Linked DNA regions of Hordeum vulgare: region 1 is linked to region 2. Evidence: chromatin contacts called from public Hi-C data. All regions are on one chromosome and are shown on one strand. The core of a region is the stretch at or near the end of the contact, and the rest is flanking DNA. Distances in the headings are between cores, read along the strand shown.

Evidence for each region. Hi-C and Micro-C count contacts between places; a contact is called where the count stands out from the background.
Region 1: a contact with region 2 is called in a Hi-C map of leaf, with 3 times the contacts expected there. The contact joins the promoter of LOC123425230 here to the promoter of LOC123425228 in region 2. A contact is called at or near these places in 3 of 6 Hi-C or Micro-C datasets (leaf and seedling) and 1 of 1 datasets of contacts at active chromatin or transcription factors (embryo).

What each region holds. Positions count from the first base shown.
Region 1 is chr2H:88,936,741-88,942,981 of MorexV3_pseudomolecules_assembly, forward strand. It overlaps LOC123425230, which reads right to left and starts at 3,759. Exons shown (of 10, transcript XM_045108903.1): 1 at 3,517-3,759; 2 at 3,168-3,265; 3 at 2,448-2,615; 4 at 791-877. The coding sequence starts at 3,260.
Region 2 is chr2H:88,749,885-88,756,054 of MorexV3_pseudomolecules_assembly, forward strand. LOC123425228 (UMP-CMP kinase 3) reads right to left here and starts at 2,896. Exons shown (of 10, transcript XM_045108902.1): 1 at 2,753-2,896; 2 at 1,760-1,806; 3 at 1,242-1,296; 4 at 1,016-1,133; 5 at 733-889; 6 at 500-580; 7 at 298-405; 8 at 1-34. The coding sequence starts at 1,804.

The DNA.
Region 1 (6,241 bases), core at 2,509-5,008, 190 kb after region 2:
TTCCAAAGATGCCATATGACAGCGCCAGCCACTGAGGATGCTCAACCACCTGCTTAAGAACCCTGAACATGACCACTAATATACAAGACCACTAATTGCAGAAATAAAACTACAGCTTCAGTTACCAGATCAGACACAACTTATAACATGACCTGCACTCACTGTTACGCTAGGTTGCAGTCTATACCAAAGGAATAAACATGAATTAAGATTAGAAGCTTCACCTAACGAAATCAAAACCGGTCAAAGCTTCAAGAATCTCACAACATCTACAAAACAGAGTAAGAACATAAAATGCAAAACGCTAATATAACTTGAATATGTCAGGCATTCACCAGTTATAATTTATATGCCTTTGGCATAAGCTTTCCTCATACTTGTCTTTCCTTTTGGAGCCGAAGACATAAGAGAAGAAAGGACTAAGAGGGAACAGTTAAATATCTTTGCACTGTTAAAGGTAAACAAAGAGGTGAATACTGAAACTTCGTCTACTACATAGTATATATGAGGAGTAAAAACTGAATAATGCAATGCATTATGATGTAGTAACTGTGGGCAACCATATTAAGAGCTTGTGCTTAGTTTTTTTTTCAAAAAGTAAAACAGTGCATGCAGTTTGAGTGCACATATTTTTCCTTCAAAAATGTTGAAAATGAGCTAACTATAGCGAGTAACAATCACAAACTCGGAATTCTTTAAATAATTGAACATGTTGTTTAACACCTTTGATGTTAAGATTCTTATATCAATGCAAACATCAATTTCTTAGAAAGATGGAAGATAAATGTACCTGAAAATGCACTATCGTTGGCTTGACAAGTCGTGTGTTGAAGCAGAAATCATAGAACCTGTCATTTGTCTCCACTTGTTTGCACTCCTAGAGAAGGAGGGGGAGGAGATAAGTCAAACAGCTAAAGGCTATCATAAGAATTTACAACCATATAACAAACAAACAAATATTTTTTATGGCGCTATGGGAAGATGTATTGTTTGCTTGGAGTGTCACCTCAATAGTTGAACCTGAGATAGATACCAAAACAAACCTAACCATTTTTGTGTCAATGGACAACTAGTAAGGTGTGATAAAAGAGTTTAGGTGTGGAACACGTTTGGTGCTAATACACAGTACTAGTTAGTAACATCCAACCAAAAAATCAAGAGTATTTTATGAATATGATTAACACATAGAGTGGTCTATCTCGCATTCATTGGAACATTAGCATAATGCCGGTGCATTGCCACGAAGCAAAAAAAAAATTATCACAAGAAATTGGACCGTGAACTTAGGAAATTGTCAAAAAACGTTGGTGTTGTGCGACTATTGCGCGGTTCATGGTTTAAAAGAGAGCGAAAATACGAGGAGAGATTTGCATGCGGCAGGCATTGAAGAATCTGTTTTCCGTATAAAGGGAATATACCAATATCAAGAAGATACCAATTATACCGGCCTCTACAACCAACATGATGCCAAGAGCTACTCAAGACATTGAGGATGCACACAACAACCTACATAAAAAACATGACCCCGAACAGCAGCACGCAGCAACAGGCAACACCAACTACCACCCTTGGCAAAGCAAGAACCGCGAGAGGTTCTTCAGCATAAACCTGAACATGTGTCAGGCCGGGACTGTAAAAGCCCAACCTTCAAAATACCAGCCCAAACTATCCTCTTTTCTCAAGCCCGGGCCCAGCCCTAAGTCGAATCTGAAGCCCAAACGCAGTTTTCAATACTTGCACTTGCAAGCCCGGCACAAAATCCTGAAAAAGAGAAGCCTGAGCACGTCTAGAACTACCTTCCGTGCTGCAAAAGGAGGCCTGAATCCTGCTCAATTGACAAGCCCGACTCAGGCTGGCCTTGGTTTTTCAGGTCCGAATCTGAAGCCCAAACGCAGTTTTCAATACTTGCACTTGCAAGCCCGGCACAAAATCCTGAAAAAGAGAAGCCTGAGCACGTCTGGAACTACCTTCCGTGCTGCAAAAGGAGGCCTGAATCCTGCTCAATTGACAAGCCCGACTCAGGCGGGCCTTGGTTTTTCAGGTCGGGTTGTCAGTTGGGCTACCCCTACCCAGGTCTACTTCAACAACAACGCCCCCGGGACGGGAATGACACACCGCTCTTCCGCTGCTGGATTCAACCACTGAAGATCCGATCATAGGTTTTCACCCCGAAGATCAAGTCCGAGCAACTCCAAGCAATGCCTTCAGGAACGGGAAGGCGTTTAACACCACCATTGCCATGTGCAACCAACTAAGGTTGTTGTTACCACATATGAGTAATAGTGCGAAAAAGAGAGGTGAACTCACAACCAATTCCAACCTCTATAAGCAGGAAAGAAGATAGCAACTATCATCAAAATTGGCATGCAGAGCCATAAGGGCAATAAGCACAACAACAGCTTTGCACCAATACCACTCGTGTAGAAGTGTACAACACTAAATCTCACCGTATCAAACCCTTGGTGTGACCTCGCGAGGTTCTCGTAATTCTTGTAGTGCTTCAGCCTCATCTTGCGATACTGATCTCTACTGTATTTTAACCTCTCCCATGGTATCCCTTGCATGTCTTTTCCATTTCTGTACTCCAAGGCTGATGTATCATTCTTATGCTTATTCTACAGAAAGAACAAAAATTGAGGTATTAATAACCTTGAAACAAAGGAAATAATGCATTTGTTTATACAAACCGAAACAATCCAAAGTAATCTAACAAAAAGGGAAAGTAACATGTCCAGAAAGGCTCAAGTATATACATACATGTTATACTGTCGCAGAGAAAACTGCTCCATAATCTCAGAAATCATAAATGTCCATGTGCACATTCCTACATCATGATTTAGTAGGTATCCCAGTTGTTGGCTTGTTGCCATCACCTATGTCCACCTCAACAGTGATGTTTTATTTAGGCAGGCACTCCAAAAGCTAATTTATTTAGCACTAAAATTTCCCTTTAGTGCCAACCATTTCCACTAGGTAGGGCCATCGGCAACGTCTACAAATGTTACGTATGCTACATGTTCCGTCGCTGAATTGCAAACATGCTTTATTTAGCTTTAGCGGAACTAATGTGTGGTTTGCACGTAACATCACTCCAGCACCCATCTGCTTCCGTGTCGAAGCAACACACACCACTCAAGAAACTTGTACCGGCACCTGGTTAAGCATACCGGGCTGGAGGGATGGCCGGAGACGCCGAACCCGTCGGAGTCGAAGTGGTCGTCTTGCAGGTCCTCCAAATCGTCGTTCAAATACACGGCCATCGTCCCTGCCAAGGAAACCACGGGAATCGCGTGAATTCCGGAAATGAACCGAGAAAACTCTGGCAAGGAAAAATCGCAGCCTTGGAGCTGCCGGCGGCCGGCCAGAACCCCCCAAACCACCGCCAGTGAACCCAGAGCAGCGGAGCAACCCAGCGCGGCAGGTAGGGAGGGGGGGGGGGGATCACACATTCAGACACAGCAAGACCAAATAATCAGCGGAAAAACACGGGCGCCGACGGCAGCGGGATGTGTTTACCTCCCTGGGAGCCGGAGGCCTGTGGCGGGCGGTCCTACTGGCCAGCACAGCAGCTCGAATCGTGCTCGAGGTCCCTGGAGGCTGGAGCCCTCAGGATTCGGAGAGGATTCGACGCGCGGGATGAAAATATCCCCTGTCGTTCGTTGGTCTCCGAACAGAGAAGAATATCCCGGTGGAGGAAGTGGCGAAAGGGCAGAGAGAGGAACGGTGCGTGGGCAGAGGGGGAGGGAGGGCACCGCGTTAACCAGCCCGCGGCATTTCTAAATCTCCTTTTCAGCATTTTTTCTGTCAAGTGTCACACGTGTGATATGAATATATGACAACTTAGTAAGAAAAAAGGAAACGCTTCTACCCGACGCGTGGGCCGAATCGTTCGGCCGGTCGCGTGCGGGCCGCGTGCCTCGCTGGCAGATGCTTGCAGCATTTTTTCGTTGAATTTGTTGCAACCGTGTATTTTTTTGATACAAATGTTTTCCATGCAACTTTTTTTCTCGTGTAATTTGTTACATTTGTCCAGTAAAAGGCTGCATATATGTTTGGTTGCAATTCCAGTTCGTCGAATTTTTCGTTACAATCGATGTTTTTTACTTTTGCTACAACCGTGTTAATTTTGGCACATTCAGACACAGCAAGACCAAATAATCAGCGGAAAAACACGAGCGCAGGCGGCAGCGGGATGTGTTTACCTCCCTGGGAGTGGCGGACGGTCCTACTGGCCAGCACAACAGCTTGAATCGCGCTCGAGGTCCCTAGAGGCTGGAGCCCTCAGGATTCGAAGAGGATTCGACGCGCGGGATGAAAATATCCCGTGTCGTTCGTTGGTCTCCGAACAGAGAAGAATATCCCGGTGGAGGAAGTGGCGAAAGGGCAGAGAGAGGAGAAAAACGGTGCGTGGGCAGAGGGGAAGGGAGGGCACCGCGTTAACCAGCCCGCGACATTTCTAAATCTCTTTTTCAGCATTTTTTCTGGCAAGTGTCACACGTGTGATATGAATATATGACAACTTAGTAAAAAAAGAAACGCTCTTTCATAACAAGATTCAGCAAAGCGGCATTGATTTCGTATGACTCCGCACTAATGACGGGAGCAATCGGAGTACTAATAAAATCATTATTATTACTATTCGAGAAGTCACAAAGTTTGGTGTTTTCGTTCATGATGACTTCAGCAAACAAGCACACAAGCAAACAAAAAGTGGGCGAGAAAAAAAGGTGAACGAAAAAGGCAAATTGGTGAAGTGGGGGAGAGGAAAACGTGAGGCAACTGGCAAACAAAGTAAATGCAAGATATGAGTTTGCGACACTTACTTGGATGAGTTCTTGACTTGATCTTCCTCCCCGGCATAGGCGCCAGAAATCCTTCTGCTACTTCTCAAACAACAGCGCCAGAAATTGACACGTTGACGGAGGTTGGGCTTGCGTTGGTTTTTCTCTTAAAGAGGAAAGGGTGATGCAGCAAAGGAGCAGTAAGTATTTCCCTCAGTTTGAGAACCAAGGTATCGATCCAGAAGGAGGGTCTCGTCAAGTCCAGAGTACCTGCGCAAACACAAATAAGCTTGCATCCAACGCTTCAAAGGGGTTGTCGATCCCTTCAAGATTGTTTGCAAAGTGAGATCTGAAGGCGGAAAGTGAAACGAAGTAAAAAGTGTAAGGCTGAAAATATGTTGTGGAGTAGACCCTGGGGGCCATAGTGTTCACTAGATGCTTCTCTCAAAATAGCAAATATCACGGTGGGTGAACAAATTACTATCGAGCAATTGATAGAACCGCGCAAAGTCATGACGATATCTAAACCGCTCCCTTTCTTTACCATGCTTCCTAGAAGTGAAGTCATTCTTATCGTATCTCTTAGGTTGTTGGTTATCAGGATTAACCGTAGGTTCAATCTCCACATCCTCATCATTGCTAGGTTGAGCATTATTATGAACATCACTATCCATATTGTCACCAGGTTCATGTTCATCACCAGATTGTGTTTCTGCATCAGACTCAGAAATATCATTAGGTTCTTCAGGTGTGACAGTATTTGGTGAACTAGCATGTAGGTTTCTATCATCCTTCTTCTTCTCCTTAGGATGACTGGGTGTATCAGCATTAATTCCTTGAGAATATTGATCAATTCTCTTAGGATGACCTTCAGGATACAAAGGTTCCTAAGTCATTTTGCCTCCTCTAGTAATGACTTTGACAGAGTTGTCCTTTAATTCATTGAGCAGGTCATTCTGAGCTTTAAGTACTTGTTCTACCTGAGTAGTAATCATATAGGCATGTTTACTCAGAAGCTTCAGATCATTAACATTTCTGTCTACACAAGCACTTAAATGGCTAAGCATACGAGTACTTTGTTCCAAATGTCTACTAACATAATCATTGAAACTTTGTTGTTTGGCAACAAAGTTGTCAAATTCATCAAAGCATAGGCTAGCAGGTTTGTCAAAAGGAATATCACCCTCATCAAACCTACGCAGAGAATTCACTTCTACTACTATTATCGGGTTATCGAGACCATGGATCTCTTCGATAGGTGGTAGATTTTCGACATCTTCAGATCTAATGCCTTTCTCTTGCATAGATTTCTTGGCTTCTTGCATATCTTCGGGACTAAGGAATAGAATACCTCTTTTCTTAGGAGTTGGCTTAAGAGGTGGTTCGGGAATAGTCCAAGCATTATCATTGATCAAGATGTTATTCAGTAGGGTCTCAGCTTGTTCTACAGTTCGTTCCCT
Region 2 (6,170 bases), core at 1,646-4,145:
CAAACACCTCAGGAATTGGTTTTGCAGCATCGATCTGATCATACGCAAGTTGGGCAATAGTTTGAGAGTGGACAGATTCCCAAAAAGGGTAGTAAAGTACATAAAAAAACTAGTCCTTGGTAACTAATTACAATCAAAAGAAAGATTGTTATCCCAGCATATAGTTCCTTCGGTGTTCAGACTAACGTGTTCCCCAAATGTTCATTTATAACACCCCCCCCCCCCTCCCATTGCGTGTATGTTGAGATGCATTCCTTTGAGGTTCCCTCATTAGTCATTGTGGAACTGCAGCCGTACCTTTTTAACCTTGTCTTTTGCGTCATAGTACTCAATCACAGGCAAACTGGATTCAACAAAAACTTTGAATCTCTTCCTGATAGTCTCAATGTTGTCATCAACTCTACCCTGCAAAATAAAACAAATTGTTGGAAACAGGAAAAGGGTAGTTTTGACAAGGATACATAGGCTAAACATAAGCACATAAGTCAAGAAATGAAACCTCATTGCGTCCCAAAAGACGTCTTTCCATCTCTTCCTCGGAACAATTAAAGAATAGCACAAATGCAGGCGAAATTTTTGTCTGAGAAAATGTAAAGCAATCAGCAATCTTGCAAAGTCATTTATACATACATTATGATGGAAGAAAGGAAGATGCTGCTGAACTATTACGTGAATTAGTAGTGAAAAGTGAAAGAACATCAATTTTCAAGTGTAAGGAGCAGATGAGCTTACAACATTCTCGAACGCAGCACGATTCTCTTCATTCCTTGGAAACCCGTCGATGAGGAACTTATCATTCTCATTCTTTATCATGGCTTGCTGCAAGAGCTTTATAGTCACCTCCGATGGAACAATCTTTCCCTCCTTTATCATGTTCTCAATCATAGTTCTGTAAAATTATAGGTGTAAAAATAAACATAGGTGCATGCAAATGTTACATAAATAAATTGACATGATGAATATTTTTTTTGTAAAACAATAGTTCTAGAGAAACTTATGAAAGAAACTAACATACCCATTCTCAGAGCCAGATTTAATCTCCGCGCGCAAAAGATCTCCAGCACTAAGATGGGTGAATCCAAAGTGTTCCACAATGTTGGCACACTGTGTGCCCTTTCCACTTCCAGGACCACCTGTGTGTAAATTCTTGGTCAGGTACAGAAGAAAGTTTATTTATTTAGATACATGTAACGCGTGATAATGCGTATTAGATGGTCAGGCATATATCAAAGAAAGTTTACCAAGAACAAATACTACTGTGACTTTCTTGTCACCCAACATGTTCTCAGCAACCACCTGCATGAAAAACACAGTTTGGACCATAAGACAAACAAAGAACCATGAATAGCAAAATTTCTGTGAGACAAAGGAGTTTCATTTACTGACATATACAAGAAGCGTTGTTCAAGGTGCCAGAATTATATTGGCAGTATGCTCAGGAATTCAAGTTCTTTGGACACGAGTCCGACAACAATAAAGTTTATCTATTCCAAATTAAACTAAATGAATATCCAAAACATCGTATATTTATGAACGGAAGAAGTAGGTGTAACACCGTGAGATTCGGGGCACCAACCCTTATGTGTGAAATGGTTAATAAATTGAAGAATGTCCACTAATACTGAAAACATAAGGCATTGCATATCCTCAATGAAAAAGTGTGCCTTTGCAGCAACAACTGCTTATCTCAATTTTTTTTTAAAGTGCTTATCTAATATATCCAGGGAATGAGGAATGAAAAGAAATGTCATACACGTACCTCCTTCTCAGTCACAGCTGCGGGAGCATCCACAACCGTGCCCATGGCTGTAAAATATTCAAACATTCAGTTTAGAAGTTCTAGTTATGCATCTCACAATGAAAAGAGAACAAATACAACATGTAAAAACACCATTCTATATGGTGAAGACGAGTAGTGGCACTAACATTGTTTAAGGGCTGAGGACACTTGGTTATTTAAACCACTTAGAAAAATCAGGGAGTTTGATTCACTAATTACACACGCACATGAACAAACCCTTAAACAGCATTGCAGTGATTAAGTAGGCTCCCGAATTACTTGTACTGTTGTACAGGATCACAGTCAGTATTCTCACACATGAACAAAACTAGGTACAAGTTTCTTGGCTCATCACCGGAAGATTACTCGAGATCCATGCCTAGCATCAATCAGAAAAGATACAAAGGCAGGATCACACACTGTTCTAGAAAAGGATCTTCCTTCTCCTTCCACCTAGCCAAGGCATATTCGCTGTTATGCTTACAAACACAGGGTCCGTTTCCAATGAGCTAGACAAACATAAGGATCATAATTATAACCCGATTTAAACTAAGATCTCCCTTGATTTCCCGCCGCTTACATATATATACAGCTAACATAAAGAAAGATCAGAACAGCCCGATCACCCGCCCCTAATACCATTTCTTTTTCTTTTTCTTTTTTGATTCGAACAACATGGATCACCCACCCCTCTAAACTCCCAGTGCAATGATCGCTAGATCCAGCTCCAGGCGCGCAACCCTAGGACCCCACCTCGTCAGATCTGCATCCCGAGCTGCCGCCAGGCCCGACCATTTGGGCTGAGATATGGAATCCCTTCCCTCAACCCCCGGATCACGGGGACTACACCCCGCCCGAAAACCCGCCACGGGACAACATTCGAGACGCACTCCAGGTGATAACAAGGACAGCAGGCCAGCGCGCGAGCAGCAACGCCAGATCTCGCAACGGGGCGGCCGGGATCTCACGTACCTCCGCGCCGCCGGACGGGCTGGGCTCCGAATCGAATGCCGGTGGAGGGGTCGGCGCAGCGGCGAGACGGCGGCGATCACGGGGCGGGAGGGCGCGTGGTGCGTGCTGCGTGCTGCGGTGGTGGTCTGTGGTGTTGGTGCGAGAGGAGCGAGGCGGAGGAGGAGGCCGTTTAATACGCGCGCGGCGCGCGGCCAGGTGGAGGGGGAGGTGGTGGGGTCGTGGGGGGCGGGGCCCACGCGGGGTCTCCGCGGGAAGCGTGGCGTTTGGCCGGTGGGGACACCGACCGGGCCGGAGGTGTCGGCGCAACGGGTGGAGCGGGCGTGGGCTGGAAAGCTTCGAGGAAGCGAACTCGGAGAGAGGTCGGCTCGTGGCTCCGGGAGCGGGGAGGAAGGAATGTCACATGAAAAATCAGTGGAAATCGTGTGCCAATGATGTTTTCAAAATATAAAAAATAAAAATACGGAATGTTAAAAGGGAATGTTAAAGACGGCTACTACGAATCATCCCGATGATTTCTCCGCCTAACTAGCCGTCCGATCAACGCGCTGGTGGCTGTTGGATCGCAGCAACGTCACAACAACAGCGAGCGTGCGACACCATCAAATGTCGTGCCATTGCAGCCCCCGGCTAAGCTCCAACGCAGCACCAATGACATCCGACGAAGCTCCATTGCATCTCCGGTGATGCTTTCGACGGCCTGGTGGTGCTCCATTGCAACTCCGGTGGCCCAGCGTTGCTCCATTGCAGCTCCGACGGTGCTCCCAAGAGCTTCGAGGCAACATCGCCGGAGTTGCAATGCCCCTTGTCGGCTCCTCGTCGTGGTCATAATCACAACAACGGGATGCTTCATTGCAGCTCCAAGGGACTGCTACATGTTCCCCTTTTGCATCTGCAGCAGTGGGCAACAATAGAGGAGGGGCGGGAGAGCTTGTGGCAGTGATGGTCGTCGATTTGTCAGTGTTGGTATCGATCTACAGGAAGAGGGAAGAGCATGGGAAAAAGAGAGAAAAGGGGGGATCTGCAGGATAGAAAAGAAAGCGAGCGTAAGGAAGACGATGATACAAACTGAAAATGTGTGGCTCTTGGCTTCCTGCATAGAGATAAGGCGGATGGTAAGCGGCACATGGGGTCAGCCAGGGACACGTGTTGAAAGCTGGACGCGGCTTAAGTCGTGTGGGATCATCCAATTGATTTTAAACATATTCCAATGTAAAAAGGATGATGTTCTATTGTCATGTGAAAATCAAGTTCAAACACATTACTGGTGAGCTATAAAAAACAAAACCATCATTGAATAATGTTGAACAATAATGTTACTATTCATTGCGGATTTATTTTCTCATAACTTGCATCCTGTATTGGTTTCAACTTGGAATTTCACGTGGCAATAGAACATTCCCCTCTTAACAGCTTATATTTTCTTAGATTTTTCTCAAAATCTTTTTTTTTTGACCAAAAACAGTGGAGATTTCCCCATTATGTGTCATTTTCTATTAATAAAGGGCCAAATACTCTACATAGAGGATATTTACAAAAGTATAGTGAAGGGGAAAATAAAAGAGACTAAGCTAACTTATTCCAAGATCGCGGTTTTATATACTATTTATCCAAGACAACATGCATTCTTTGATATTGGGCTTAGCCCTCATCATAGTTTCATGAAAAGTAATCTTGAAGGTTTTTTGTATGCAACATGCATTAACGTTGGCTGGGATATTATAAAATATCATTCCATTTCTATGATTCCAAATGCTCCAACAACCAATCGTCAATATTTCCATGAAAAATGATAATTCATATCCGTTCCTGGCATCAATAATCATGTTAGTTCTGTTGTCATCAGTGTTGAACTCCATATTAATGCTCGAGCAGAAACCTTGACCGAATGGGCAGGAAAATAGTAGATGAGTTGTGTCTTCCATGTTGTGATCATCTGCAAAGGGTGCAAATAGTGCTATCCAGAGGGTAGTGTCTCCTGGTTAAGAGATCACATGTATTGATTTTGTCATTCAGCATTAGCTAGTAGAAAAAATTATGTTTGGGCATACAACATTGTAGGGTAACGTCGCATGGGAAACAAAAAAATTCCTACGCTCATCAAGATTAATCTATGGAGACTAACATCTATGAGAGAGGGAGTGCATCTACATACCCTTGTAGATCGCTAAGCGGAAGCGTATATAACGTGGTTCATGTAGTCGAACGTCTTCGCGATCCAAATCACAATCCGTCCCGCGATCCCATTACGATCCATCCTGGTCTAGTGTCGAACGGACGACACCTCCGCTTTCAACACACATACAGCTCGATGACGTTCTCTGCCTCCTTGATCCAGCAAGCGAGCGCGGAGAGGTAGATGAGTTCTCTGGCAGCACAACGGTGTGGCGGCGATGGTGGTGGAGCCGTCCCGGCAGGGCTTCGCCAAACACTACTACGACGAACTACAGGAAAGGCTCATTTAGAGGGAGAGGGAGAGGCTGCGCCGTGGCTTGTGTTGTTGCAGCCCTCCCTCCCCTCACATATATATAGGAGGAGAGGAGGAGGGAGGTGCCCTAGGATTTCCCCTAGGGGTGGGGCGGCGACCAAGGGGGGTGCCTTGGCCCCCAAGGCAAGTGGGGCACCTTCCCTCTTGGCCCAACCCTTCCCACACGGGCCTTAGGTAGGAGGGGCGACCATCACACCAGGGGCTGGTGCGCCCCCTCTCACAGCCCATGGGGCCCTTCGGGGTAGGTGGACCCTCTTGGTGGACCCTCGGAACACTTCCGGCACTCCCGTCATAAAACCGGTAAGTCCCGGAAATTTTTCGGAACCTGAATACCAACTTCCCATATATAAATCTTTACCTCCGGACCATTCCAGAGCTCCTCGTCCAGGATCTCATCAGGAACTCCGAACAACTTTCGGTTATCACCACACATAACTCATTAATACTAAATCATCACCAAACCTTAAGTGTGTAGACCCTGCGGGTTCGAGAACTATGTAGACATGACCGATACACTCTCCGGTCAATAACCAATAGCAGGACCTAGATGCCCATATTGGCTCCTACATATTCTACAAAGATCTTTATCGGTCGAACCACGATGTCAAGGATTCAATCAATCGTGTATACTGTTCCCTTTGTCTATCGGCATGTTACTTGCCTGAGATCAAATCATCGGTATCTCTATACCTAGTTCAATCTCGTTACTCGCAAGTCTCTTTACTCATTACCTAATACAATATCCCGTGGCTAACTCTTTATTCACATTGCTTGCAAGCTTGTTGTGCTGCTGTATTATCGAGTGGGCCCTGAGATACCTCTCCGTCACACAGAGTGACAAATCCCAGTCTTGATCCATGCCAACTCAACAGACATGCTCGGAGATACCCGTAGAGCACCTTTATAGTAAAACCAATTATGTTGTGATGTTTG